2 separate regions of the Sus scrofa genome follow, and region 1 is linked to region 2. A link is a contact called in public Hi-C data. All regions are on one chromosome and are shown on one strand. The core of a region is the stretch at or near the end of the contact, and the rest is flanking DNA. Distances in the headings are between cores, read along the strand shown.

The links. Hi-C and Micro-C count contacts between places; a contact is called where the count stands out from the background.
Region 1: a contact with region 2 is called in a Hi-C map of omental adipose tissue, with 1.7 times the contacts expected there. The contact joins the promoter of ACVR2A here to the enhancer-like site in region 2. A contact is called at or near these places in 10 of 47 Hi-C or Micro-C datasets (alveolar macrophages, embryonic fibroblasts, fetal heart ventricle and 5 more) and 1 of 2 datasets of contacts at active chromatin or transcription factors (skeletal muscle).

The regions. Positions count from the first base shown.
Region 1 is chr15:4,256,132-4,261,918 of Sscrofa11.1, forward strand. It overlaps ACVR2A (activin A receptor type 2A), which reads right to left and starts at 2,925. Exons shown (of 11, transcript NM_001204765.1): 1 at 2,849-2,925. The coding sequence starts at 2,903.
Region 2 is chr15:4,193,966-4,200,055 of Sscrofa11.1, forward strand. The region is part of intron 4 of ACVR2A (activin A receptor type 2A); the gene reads right to left. Among named protein-coding and RNA genes, the nearest start is that of ACVR2A, 62 kb to the right of the region's middle. Within about 2 kb of position 2,721, at least 4 of the 83 cell types and tissues checked have an H3K27ac peak or open chromatin away from gene starts, as enhancers often do. A contact at or near this core is called in omental adipose tissue, where this site is marked.

The sequences.
Region 1 (5,787 bases), core at 1,675-4,174, 62 kb after region 2:
ATGTGAGCACATACACACAGTTTTAACTAGCTGAACTAAAGAAAATGCACAAAATTACTTGATTTACATTTCTTATTTCATCAAATATGTGGACCAGACTGTTCCAGTTCCCACAAAATCCAAAGGAATTCTCAACTTGTTCAATGCAATTCAAATACCACAATAGCTGCATCACTCTAGGTAAGATAACCCTAAGTATTAGAGCAAGTATTAAACTCATCCTCACATTTTAATAAATTTGGAGAACGATTCAAATTAACCACAATGCTTTAAACACAAAACAACTAAGAAGTAGATTTGTGTTTTGAAACAGAATCTGAGGAAGGATAAGAGGGGTGAAAAAAACTGAAATCAAAGGGAATCTGAAGGTATTTCAGGATGAGGGCAAAACTCAAGAATGTTTCCTCTAGAATGAGAGGAGAGAATCATACACTTGGTTATATCCTACACAAATAGTCTTCATAACCAATCTCCAGTATACATACCATGGGATGGAAAATGAAAAATCAACATCCACAAAATACTAAAAAAAAGAAAAAAAAAAATCCTAAGCACCTGAAATAAAACTGTTCTTTACTACTGTTCTTCACTTGATTTTTTAAAAATCAAATATTGATAAACAAAAAAAAACTTGAGAAAATTTTTAAATCTCATAAAAGTAGCCATCCTCATGCTTCACCAGGCTAGATTACAGATTACATAGAAAAAAATCAATTAGGAAAGGAAAAATAATAATCCTTTTTAGAGTGCACTTGATGCATAACAAAAGCCCTTTTAAAAAATCAGACATTTTAAGTACTAAAAATCTTCATGTATAAATATGGATTAAAGTCTAAGATTTCAGTATCTTCAACAGAATTATATTTTAGTTCAGCTAGGATTACTTATTTAAAAAACTATGCAACAATACTTAATTAGTAATGTAAGTGCAATATCTATGTGCTCTATAGCAACAAAATTCTTTAAAATTTTAGCTATTAACCTCCTGGCCCAGTGGAAAAAACCCTACAAGAAACTAACTGCTCCATTCTTTTTACTCCCAAGCCAAGCAGAAGAAGCTGTAAGATCTGTAGTTGACAGCCTGCTTTTCCAGAGGTAATACCTGGAGAATGCTCAAGAATAGCCTGCTTCACCAATTAGTGTGACTCAGGAGGGTCTGGGAGAAAATAATGTCCACAAGTCCTTGGTCAGTGGCCATGATGCCCCTCCTCCTCAAGGGCAGGAGATCAGAAAAAGGGATCTGAACAAGAGGAGTTCACCAACCAGAACATATAGGAGCAGAGGAGGAAGAGTACTACAGGAATAATAAAAACTACATGGTTAAGTTATGTCACAAAAGCAAGAGGTTTAATGTTATCTAGTATTCATTCATTTCAGAAACACCATTGTTTATCTTCCTTCCCAAACCACACACAAAAAGAACTGTCAGCCTGCCTTAAGCATGTTCCTTCTTCCATTTAAACAGACATGATTCTTTTGGTTAATCTCTGGCAATGATCGCCATTTCACAACACATTCAGCCCACCCGGAACTGATCAATACCACTATAGACATAAGACCAGACTTCATCCATTTATTAACCACAAGGAAATGTACCATTCAGCAAAATTCTATACATCACAAAAGATTCTATTAAGGGGGGGGCAGGGAGGACGGATGGACAAGGACATACACACAAACACACACACCACAGAGGTACACAAAGAAAAGACTACCACCCTCTTATTTCCCTGTGGCAAAGGAGATAAAGACATGGCCATGAAACCTGTCAATTCGTTGTCCCCCTATAATTCTATCTCACAACCTGGTAACTGAATATTGAATTTTGTAAAAAATAGATCCATTGCCACTTTAAAATTGCTCCATCTATCAAGCGAACTCTCCTCTTATGCACATTTGCACACCTTTTGAGCTAGATGCTGTATTCATTTACAGAATTTCAAATACAAAAGACTACATAGTTTTCCAACCACTGGTTGCAACCACAGAATGTTCTCACAAAATCAAAATTTCAAATATAAAGGGGCCAGATTATTCTTCCAACCTTGGGCCAAAACGAATTTTATGACTATAGTGTATGTGACAGTATGCACAATTTCAAATGGGCTGTTCTAAACCGAAAACAATGCTTCAATACAACGCGTTTAAAATAAGTATTCGTAGGTAAGCAAAATCTATGCCAGAAAAGAGCACATAAATGGTGGTTGAAAGCCAGCACATTCCCAACACACAGCAGCATACCTCTTCTGCACTGGGTTATTGTTAATACTCCAACAACAACTACAACTATTTTTAACACTGCTGGACACTGAAGTTGAAGAAAATGTGAGGGGAGACGCAGAAGAAACTGCTGGTAGAATGCATTGTTTCTCACGGTCAAAATTAAGCAGCAACTGACTTGATCTCTGTCGTGATAGTCACTGAAGTACTAATTAAAAGACGTTAAAAAAATAAAAACCACCCTTATCTCAGAGGATGTCATACTAAATGACATTTTGGAATACGCCTTTCGGGTCTCAAACCTTTGCACAAATTGTCACTTGTGGTATTTGCGGCTTAATTACAACCCAACCAGCGCTGTCATCCACTGTTATGGCCACAAACCATGACTTTCTCACTTCCACAACAGAGCAGTCACTCCAATCAGTTCGCCAACCTAACTCAAAACCAGAAAAATTCATGGAGGTTTCCAGATCACAGTCGGACCTGGCGGGTGGCAGCCGAGGGGCTCGGGGTGCGGGGAAACCTCCTCAAGGTCCACGGGAGCTCGCCGACCCACCGACAACCGCGGCCGCCAGCAGCGGCGGCGGCGGCAGCAGCCCCGCCGCGCCGCGCTCCGTGCACCTACCTGAAGAACAAGAGATAAGAAAGACGGCAAACGCCAACTTTGCAGCAGCTCCCATTTTCCCGAGGCGCCGGGGAAGCCGTAGGAAGTTCTCGCTAGATATCCAGTTCCCTGGGTCTTCCTCAGAGACAAACCTCCTGGTGTAAAATCAACCGTCATAAAACATATTCGGAAGCCCCGACCAAAAAAAAAAAAAAAAAATTAAAAAAATAACGTTCACGGGGTCAAAAAAAAAAAGGAAAAAATTTAAAAATAAAGAAAGCACAATTTAAAAAAATGCACCACGGGGGAAAAACCGCCACACACAATCACAACACACAAAACCAAACAACGAAAAGCCAACAACAACAAAAGCGGGTTTAAATCACTGTCAAAATCACTGTCAGCTCCGCTCGCCTCTCGGGTCTCTCGGAACAAAACGCCAGGCTGAGGCGACGAGGAGGCGGCGGCGGCGACGTCCGCTGCCGCCCGGACAGTCCGGGAACCGAGCTGGGTCCGACGTCCGGACCGACCTTCAACCCGGACACCCAAAGTCCGCGGACCAGTGGCGGCTGAGCTCGCAGCGGCGGCGCCCGAGGAGGCGGCGGCGGCAGCACGGGGAAGGAGCGGCGGGCGTCGGCGGCGCAGGCGGCGGCCAAGTTCTGGTCCAGGCTCTGGCTCCGGCTCCAGGCTCCGGGCTCGGCCGCGTTTTCGGTCCCCTGGCCTCTGCCGGCCCCGCCCCCTAAACTTCCGGTTCCGGCCCGAAGCTGGAAGCCGGGCACCGTGAAGGAACGCTCCGCAGCGGTGGCGGCGGCGGCGGCAGTGGCGGCGGTGGCCGGGCGCAGCGCGCGTGCCGGGCCGGGAGCGCGAGGAGATTGTCGGGGAAGCGAGGCGGGAGAGGGGGAGGGATGAGAGAGCGAGGGCGGGGCCGGCAGGAGGGTGAGGAGGCGGGGCGGACGGAGCCTCGATACCGCGAGGCCTCGTCGTCCGGCCTGCTCGGCCTGCTGGGCCGTGGAGCTCGAGTGGGCGGGCGGATGGAGGTTCGTCCCGATCTCGAGCGCCTGGTTTCCAAATCGTGCTCCCCTGGCCTCTCTACGGAGCGCACGCCCGAAGGGTCAGAGGGAGCTCAAGAGGAACAGGACCCCAGGGCGGGGTGGGGCGGGTGACTCTTCCGCGGGGGCGTCTGCGGCGCCCTGTCTTTCCTCTGGGGGGACGCCTCGTCCGCTCTGAGATTCCAGGCGCGGGGAAGCGAGGTGTGGTAGTCGGTCCTCCGCGCTGCCGAGCTGCCGCAGCCAGTGTCTGTACCCTCAGTCGTCTCGTGCTTCCCGCCCCTGTGGCTTCTGTTTTAAGCGTTTTGTCTTAAAAAGAAAAGGAAGGGGGTGGGGATGGCCTCGCAGAGGGTGGGCTGTCCACCCGGTCAAAGATTTCCACCGCAGTTATCACGATGTGCAATACGAATCCATTCCCACCATTCCTTTTACATACAAAGCCTTGTGCTGAGAATTGTTCTGCATGTAATAGGTTCTCAAATATTATTACACGCTGAAGAGAAAACCTGAGGATTTCGATCGACATATTTGATGGTCATTCGAGTGTTTACTTTTTAAATTTTCGTTATTTTAGGGCTTGTTTGTACTCCTTAATTCAAGTTGATTGCTTACAAGGTGCTGTGCTAGGCACGGAATGGGATCCAAAACGTAAAGTAGGATTCCCTCTCTCAGGACGCTCACATTATGTGCTGTACTCAAAGTTGGTTACAGAACACTAACTGAAGAGAGTATTAACGGTACTAGCTTTGTCATTTACCACACTTTAGCGAGCTCCATGAAGGTGGGGGGGTGGGAGGTCTTGTGTCTTCTTCCCCATTTTATGTCAGCACTCAGAGTGTCTAGCATGATGTGATAGGTGCTTAATATTTATATAAATGACAAGGGATAATTGCCTTCTCCTTAAATACATTATTCTCACATATAATCTATGATTTTTTGGTTTTTATTAATAAAAACAAATAAAATATCTGTACTATATGGCTAATTGACACTTTACTTGCAGCTTACTGAGTTCCCAATTTCTCCGCAAAGCAAGCCTTCTCCCTTGTAGTTATAGTCTCATTTTTCTCTTCCTCTAAATTACTCTGTATTTCAATTAAGTTCATCCTGTAATTATCTACCCATTTCTACAACTTGTCAAGGTTATTAGTAATCATTGTGGCTCTTTAAAGTCTCTCCAAGATTTCTAGTTCTCAAGTCATGGTGCTCAGAATTTGAATGATATTGCGCAACAGTTAAGAAAAGTCCCCAGTTGGTCTTCAAGGTGTCTAAATGATCTCATCTAATGTAATGTAGTTCTGTGGACTTTATGAGCTGGTCAGAGGAGTAAATATAAACCTTCCATTCTCTGATTGAATTAAGAGTTGCCACTAACATTTCTAGAATGGACAGTGTATTTTATTTAGTTCACTCAGAAATTTGATGTTAGTTATGCCTTGGATCAGGCCCCACTGTTGTCTAATCTCTGCATCGCTTCAATATTTCTTGAATTGTGAAACTAGAGCAAGTGGAATAACTGGAATAACCAGAAATAGGACTAAAACTTGAAAATATATTCCTTATCTTACCACCCAAATTTCCAGTATAAGAATGTAAGAGAACATGAAAAATACTCTCCTGTAAAAGAAAGAGAAGTAACAAGTCAAAGTCTTTGCTAGACGATTCTCTAATAGTTAAATAACTCCATGTGAGATGTTATTAACACCCATTAACAGTAATTGTCCATTTTGTTCCTAAATCTGTGTTCAAAAATATTTTAACGAAATAAGCCATAAGAGTGTGTGACTAATTCCCATTTTAATTGCAAAGCTTATAAAGAAGATAGAGGTAGCTGCAGCTAACCCTTTTGCTCCTCTTTCCTTCCTGTTTTCTAAAGTCACTTTTTCTTATCTACGAATCCAACATCTCTCTAAC
Region 2 (6,090 bases), core at 1,471-3,970:
AACTTTATAAAGTCAACAATTTCCCCTCTTTTAGAAGAAATAAGTTAGAAAAGTCCTATTTTCAAAGCAGGGATGCTAAAAACTAAAGTATGAAGACAAAGGTTAAAAGCTAAAGAGGAAAAATAACCAAAAATAATATGTCATTATACTTAAACACTAAGATTTTTAAATAACTTTTATAAATTGACTGATAACGTCTCCCTAGATAACATACACATTACCCATTCTCTATTCCAAAGAGGACTAACCACATGAATATGATTCAGTCTATAAAATAGGGGTTAGATAACTCAATCCACACCCCAAATTAAGAATGTGTCAGAGATTCAAAATATGACTTTAATAAAATATTAACCTTAGTTTTAGGAAACAATAATTTCCAATGCCTATGCTTAGAAAAAAAAAAATCACTGTATGTTTTTCGAATGTATATATAAACTTCAGAGTTCCCATAAGTTTTCAAGACTCTGCTTAGAAAGTTTCTAAGCTACCATTATTTCAGTAAGAAATCTTAGATCATTCTCCTAATGATATTACCATTACAGTCAGGATTATATCATAACAGCCTGATAATATGCTTTGTCAAAATTACCTATAAGTAAAAAGCTTAAATTAAGGAGAACAATGGCCAACTTTCAAAGAGTGAGAAAAAGGTCTACAAAGACACATTCCTTTGAAGTGTCAAAACTTTTAGAAACGATATGTATTTTTAAATAATACTCTATAATTCTTAAAAGGTTAGGTTCAAAAGAACTCTATATCATTATAGCTTTCAATATACTTTTTTGATTTTTTAATAAAAAATTATTAGAATATTCTCCTACTTCATACTTTTCAGCCCTTCACTTCATTTATAGGAAGCTTTAACAGCCTTTCTCATATCTAGCTTTTACTTATCCAATAATCCAAGAATATTAGAAATGATTTCCAGTTTATTAGCACCATTTTACTAATGTATTTACTAAAAACTCAATTTTTGTTTCTAGGAATGAAGATTTATACCTTTAAAATACATGAACACCTGGGGAGACAAATTTGACTTAAACCTCATAATGACAACATTCTGATGTTACCCATAAAACATGGCTCTGTCCTGCTACAAAGAAAAACCACTTTTAGAGGGGCAACTATAAGGACTATAAAATTCCTGAAAACATTTACTAAGTTCCAGTTTTCTTGCAGTGTCCATGCTATTTTGCACAGTTAAAAAGATATGCACTAGAACATGGCTTTGATTACATCTCTTCTTGTTTATATATGAAAATTACAGCATCAGAAGACATCATGTTGAGAAGCAACAAAGGACAATAGCTGGAAAAAGTGTCCCCCACTCCAACACCACTACTCAGGATCATTACTATAACCAATAGTGGAATAAACGACTAGAAATGAAGAGATGTAAAGCAGTCTGCGATCATTTTACTTATCCTGACTTCTCCAAATGAAAAGTGAGTTCTAAATCTAAATAAAGCCTTAAATTTGCAGACAGCAAAAGATCAAGTTACCACTTCTCTAGCTAGTCCACTTGTTCAAGATGCTAAAGATGAAAAAAACTACCTGAAAATATAGATTTCGCATTGAAAGATAATGTGTTCGACCTGAAAGTCAGCCCCTGTTAAAAATGAGTACATGCTGGCATTTAAGCTAATGACATACTATAAAAATAACCAATATAAGGTTTTCAAAGCTAAAAATATATCCATTATGTGTTAACATCTAACCAGCTAAAACAGTTGTTTCTACATTTCACCTTAGATAAGTATAAACACTGTTAACAATACTTTAGGACCAAAAACTATTACTGTGGCAAATCAATCAAGTTTTTAATACTAAAAGCGGCGGGAAAAACTATAACATAAATTTATAAACTATAAAGGATGCACAATAAAGCAACAACAACAAAAATCTAAGAAAAAAATGTTTTGTATGCATCCACAAAAAGTTCCACAACCATAAAATAAATATCAATGAATCTTACCTCTATCATTATATGAAAGGCGTGCTTGTGAAGAAAAAACACAGGCAAAAGAAATTACGATTTATATCCGGAATGAAATGAAAAATGACACAAATTACAAAAGTGAAGGAAAGAGAATAATGATTTAGCTTTTTAAAAGTTGTCAATGATTGAATGTATCATATTTTTCAAATGAGAATTAAGAACACTTTCCTTATAAACAGAGGAAAGTAATATATTTAAAAAAATCTTGGATATTATCTATCAGATAAGAAGTATTGTTATATTGATGTCTATAGTATGACCCCAAGTTACCTGATCCAATGGATTTCAAGCCAGGGAATAAACTAAAACAAATCTTTAAATAACTGTTACTTAATTTTCTAAGGAATTCTGGGGTCTAAACTATAAGAGTAAAAAAAAGCAGTTTGAAAATCTACGCATTGAAATTGGATTCTGGACACCAGAGGGCAGTATTGTCTTTAACAAAAACTGTAGAAGCAGCACAAGAAATTTTTACACAGAAAGTTTTCTCAGATCACTGACAGTTGATGTAATAATCTAGAATCTCCAACTTCCTGAAAGGTTTTACTCTCATGAAAGACAGGAGACTGCTTACAGTGAGACAGAAAAATGTTTCTGGTGCCTCTGTGAGTGTGTGAAATACAAATAATACACTAGGACACGGGAAGAATAAGATCAGAATTGAATAGAAAACAGTGACATATCAGACCTGCTTCCCCAGCCACAACCAGAGTGAAGAACTCAAGCAAGTATCTATACATAATTTTCAAGCTCAGGACCCCTATACTGATAAAGAACTAGATTTTCATTCCCCCAGTCATCCCCAAAGAGGCAAAAGCACTAATTTAAACCAGTAAAAGCTTCGAATACCTCCAAGCACTTATTTCTCAGTTTTCAGTATTTCTACAGAGAACAATAGCAATGATGAAAAAGATTTGACCACTCATTTTTATGTACCAGTTGCTTAGTTTGTTTGTTTGTTTGTTTGGGTTTTTTTTTTTTTTTTTTTTTTGCCTCTTGATCTTCTCCCGTAAAGATTCAGGACTATTTCTAATTCATCTAAAAGGTTTAGCTAATCCTAGTATCAAAACATCTTATCAGTACTCCAAAGTAAAATTCCTCTCTTGAAAGAAATACATGCCAAGTGAGTAACTAGACTATAGCTTCCCAAAGCTTAAACATCTCTCAGATTTTCTTTTCATACTGGTGCTTTCAGAGATCAAGATGCCACTGTAATAACACTGTGCAAGTAGCTGCTGTTTCATGCATCTTACTAAAAAGTGTATTTTGCTCAATATACTTTTCAGTAAACGAATATTAGAATAAGCTATAGAATGATTCAAGCCACAGACATCAACAACAGGTCCCAATGCATAAACTTAAGTTACAAAACATGAGTCAAAACATAATCCAAAAAAAATTAATTCACCAAATACACAAACAGATAAAAAGTAACCAAAATAGTCTTAGATTCACAACTTCGAAAATAAAACTTGAATATCATGCACTGTGACTGGAGATAAGAGTAAAAACCAAATCAGCACACTAATGTCAAGTAATTAGATTGCTCGATGAGAAAGACACTTGCTGCTTATTCCTTAAGGGGAAAAAAAAAATAACTATTGACAAACATCAGAAAGGAATGAATACTCATATTCATTCAACAAATCTTTACTGAGCACCTAGTTTGTACCAGACACTGACTACCTAGACTCTCATGATGTTTACTATATTGTGGGGAAGAAAGACTAATCAAATGAATGCATAATTATAAAATGAGAGCAAAGAAAAGGAATTTAGTTACCATGAGCACCTGTAAGGAAAAACCTAACTTATACTGGACAGGTAAATAAGAGGTTTTCCTAAGGAGAGAATCCTTGAGAAATGGAATAAGGCAGCATAGGTATGAAAAACAGTACTGGGATATACACCCCAGATTTCTGACTTGTACAACCAAATGGTTACTGGTTCCATTTACTGAGAATCAGGTTTGAGAGAGATCATCATTACCCTTGTATGTTAGCGCTCAGAGACATCTAATAGGAGATATTTAGTAAGCAGTTAGATATACAGAACTAGAATACAAAGAAATTTTTCTAGAAATAAGGAGTCTATATGCTATAAATATATATATGATATTTACTATAAATTTTCTCTATTTAAACCATTTCAAGACATTTATATACAAATTTTTAATACCTTATTCAACTTCTTAGGATGATCAAGAAGAAATAAGCACCCCCTTCCCCACCCAAAGTATTTGAAAACTGACAAATTCTAAATGTCTCCCCTTAATCATCCAATTATTATACTTTCTAAGAAATTTTACAGTTGCTAATTTTTTTTTCTTTTCCTTTTTTTTCCTTTTTAGGGACACACCTGTGGCATATGGAAGTTCCTAGGCTAGGGTTCAAATATGAGTTACAGCTGCAGGCCTACACCACAGCCACAGCCACAGCAGATCAGAGCCACATCTCTGAACTACACCACAGCTTGTGGCAACACCGGATCCTTAACCCACTGAGCAAGGCCAGGGATCGAACCTGCATCCTCATGGACATGATGTCAGGTTCTTAACTCACTGAGCCTCAAGGGAAACTCGCTACAATTGCTAATTTTTAAAAAGACAATTACCAAGCAGAAAGAAATAAAATGTGCAAAGAAAGAATATGTGTTATCAGGACAAATGTTTCTGAGCTAGGGACAGCAAGAGAGTATACATTAACAGGTTCAATAACGTTGATACTGACTGTCAAATGCACAGCCATGATTCTATCCAATTAGATCTTCAAAATTCCTGTGTGATATATCAACTCCTACTACCCAGAGTTTCCCTCATCTAACTCCTCATGGAAGGAAAGCAAAGACAGACCAAGGTAAATAAGTTCCCTAAGTGATTAGCTTCTCAGGATAGTCAGCACTAGGGCTACAAGTCTGAAAGAGATAATAGGAATGCCCATTCTTTTGGCTGCTGCTCAGAGGCATCAGGTCTATTACTGGGTATAGAAGAAATTTCATTTTTATTTAGCATTTGTATTCTTCAAGTAGAACTGAAAAAAAGAAAAAGATGATGCTATAATTAATAAATTGTGATGTGGTGAAATGGTTATGTTCATCTGCAAGGCTATATACACAGTCACTACAAAAGCTACTTTAAATGAAATATATGTACTCAGATCCCTCCCTTTATCTTACTTTAGTTTTTTATGGACCTGACCTAATTATTTATTGAAATAACCCATTCAATTAAGATTACTTCAATGGACAACAATCCTTGGACATAAATGCTCAGGCTTTACCATTCAGCACACTGACTCTAGGCTAAGTCACAGTACGTATTTGTGTCTTGATTTTTTTGTCTATAAAATGGACTTAATAAAACAGAACCCATATCATTGGGTATTAATAGAAAGATTACATGAGTTAATATGTGTAAAGTGCTATGCATAGTGCTGCACAGAATATTCAAAAATGAAATTTTTTACTATACAAAATTAATTTCAAATAAAATGATTTCAATAAATCAATTTTGATAATGAAATCAATGGCTTCAAAAAATTATTCCTCTGGAGTACAATTTCGAGCTTGTTGGCAATTAACAGCTAATACTTACTGAGCACGTAACATTCGCCAAGCACCCCAGATATGGCTCTTCTCCCAACCACTACAGACCTGGAATCAAACATTTCTCCTCCTTTTCTCCATCTTTGCCTAAAATTGTTGAAGCAACTCGCTTTACCCTTTCTTTCCAAGCTGCAAAAGTCAAACAACTAATCAACCAACCTATTTTTAATACATCTACATGTTAACTGTGGGCTCCAAAAGGGCCAGCAAGGACTGTCCCTGAACCTTAACATTATACATCAACATTATACACCCAGCATGGTGCCTGGCATACAATAGGCATTTAAGCAGTAGGTGAAAAGTTATGCAAAAATAAAACAAATCAACCAACTTGAACACCTCCAAGCCTATCTGATACAAGCAGCTTTCACTAACAAATGGATTTCTTCGTTTTTATTATCTCAAATTAGTAGAAAAAGGTTTGGCAGCAACAAAGTAGCTAGGAATAAAGGAACAGATCTAGGACGAGGTCCAGGAAATAAAAA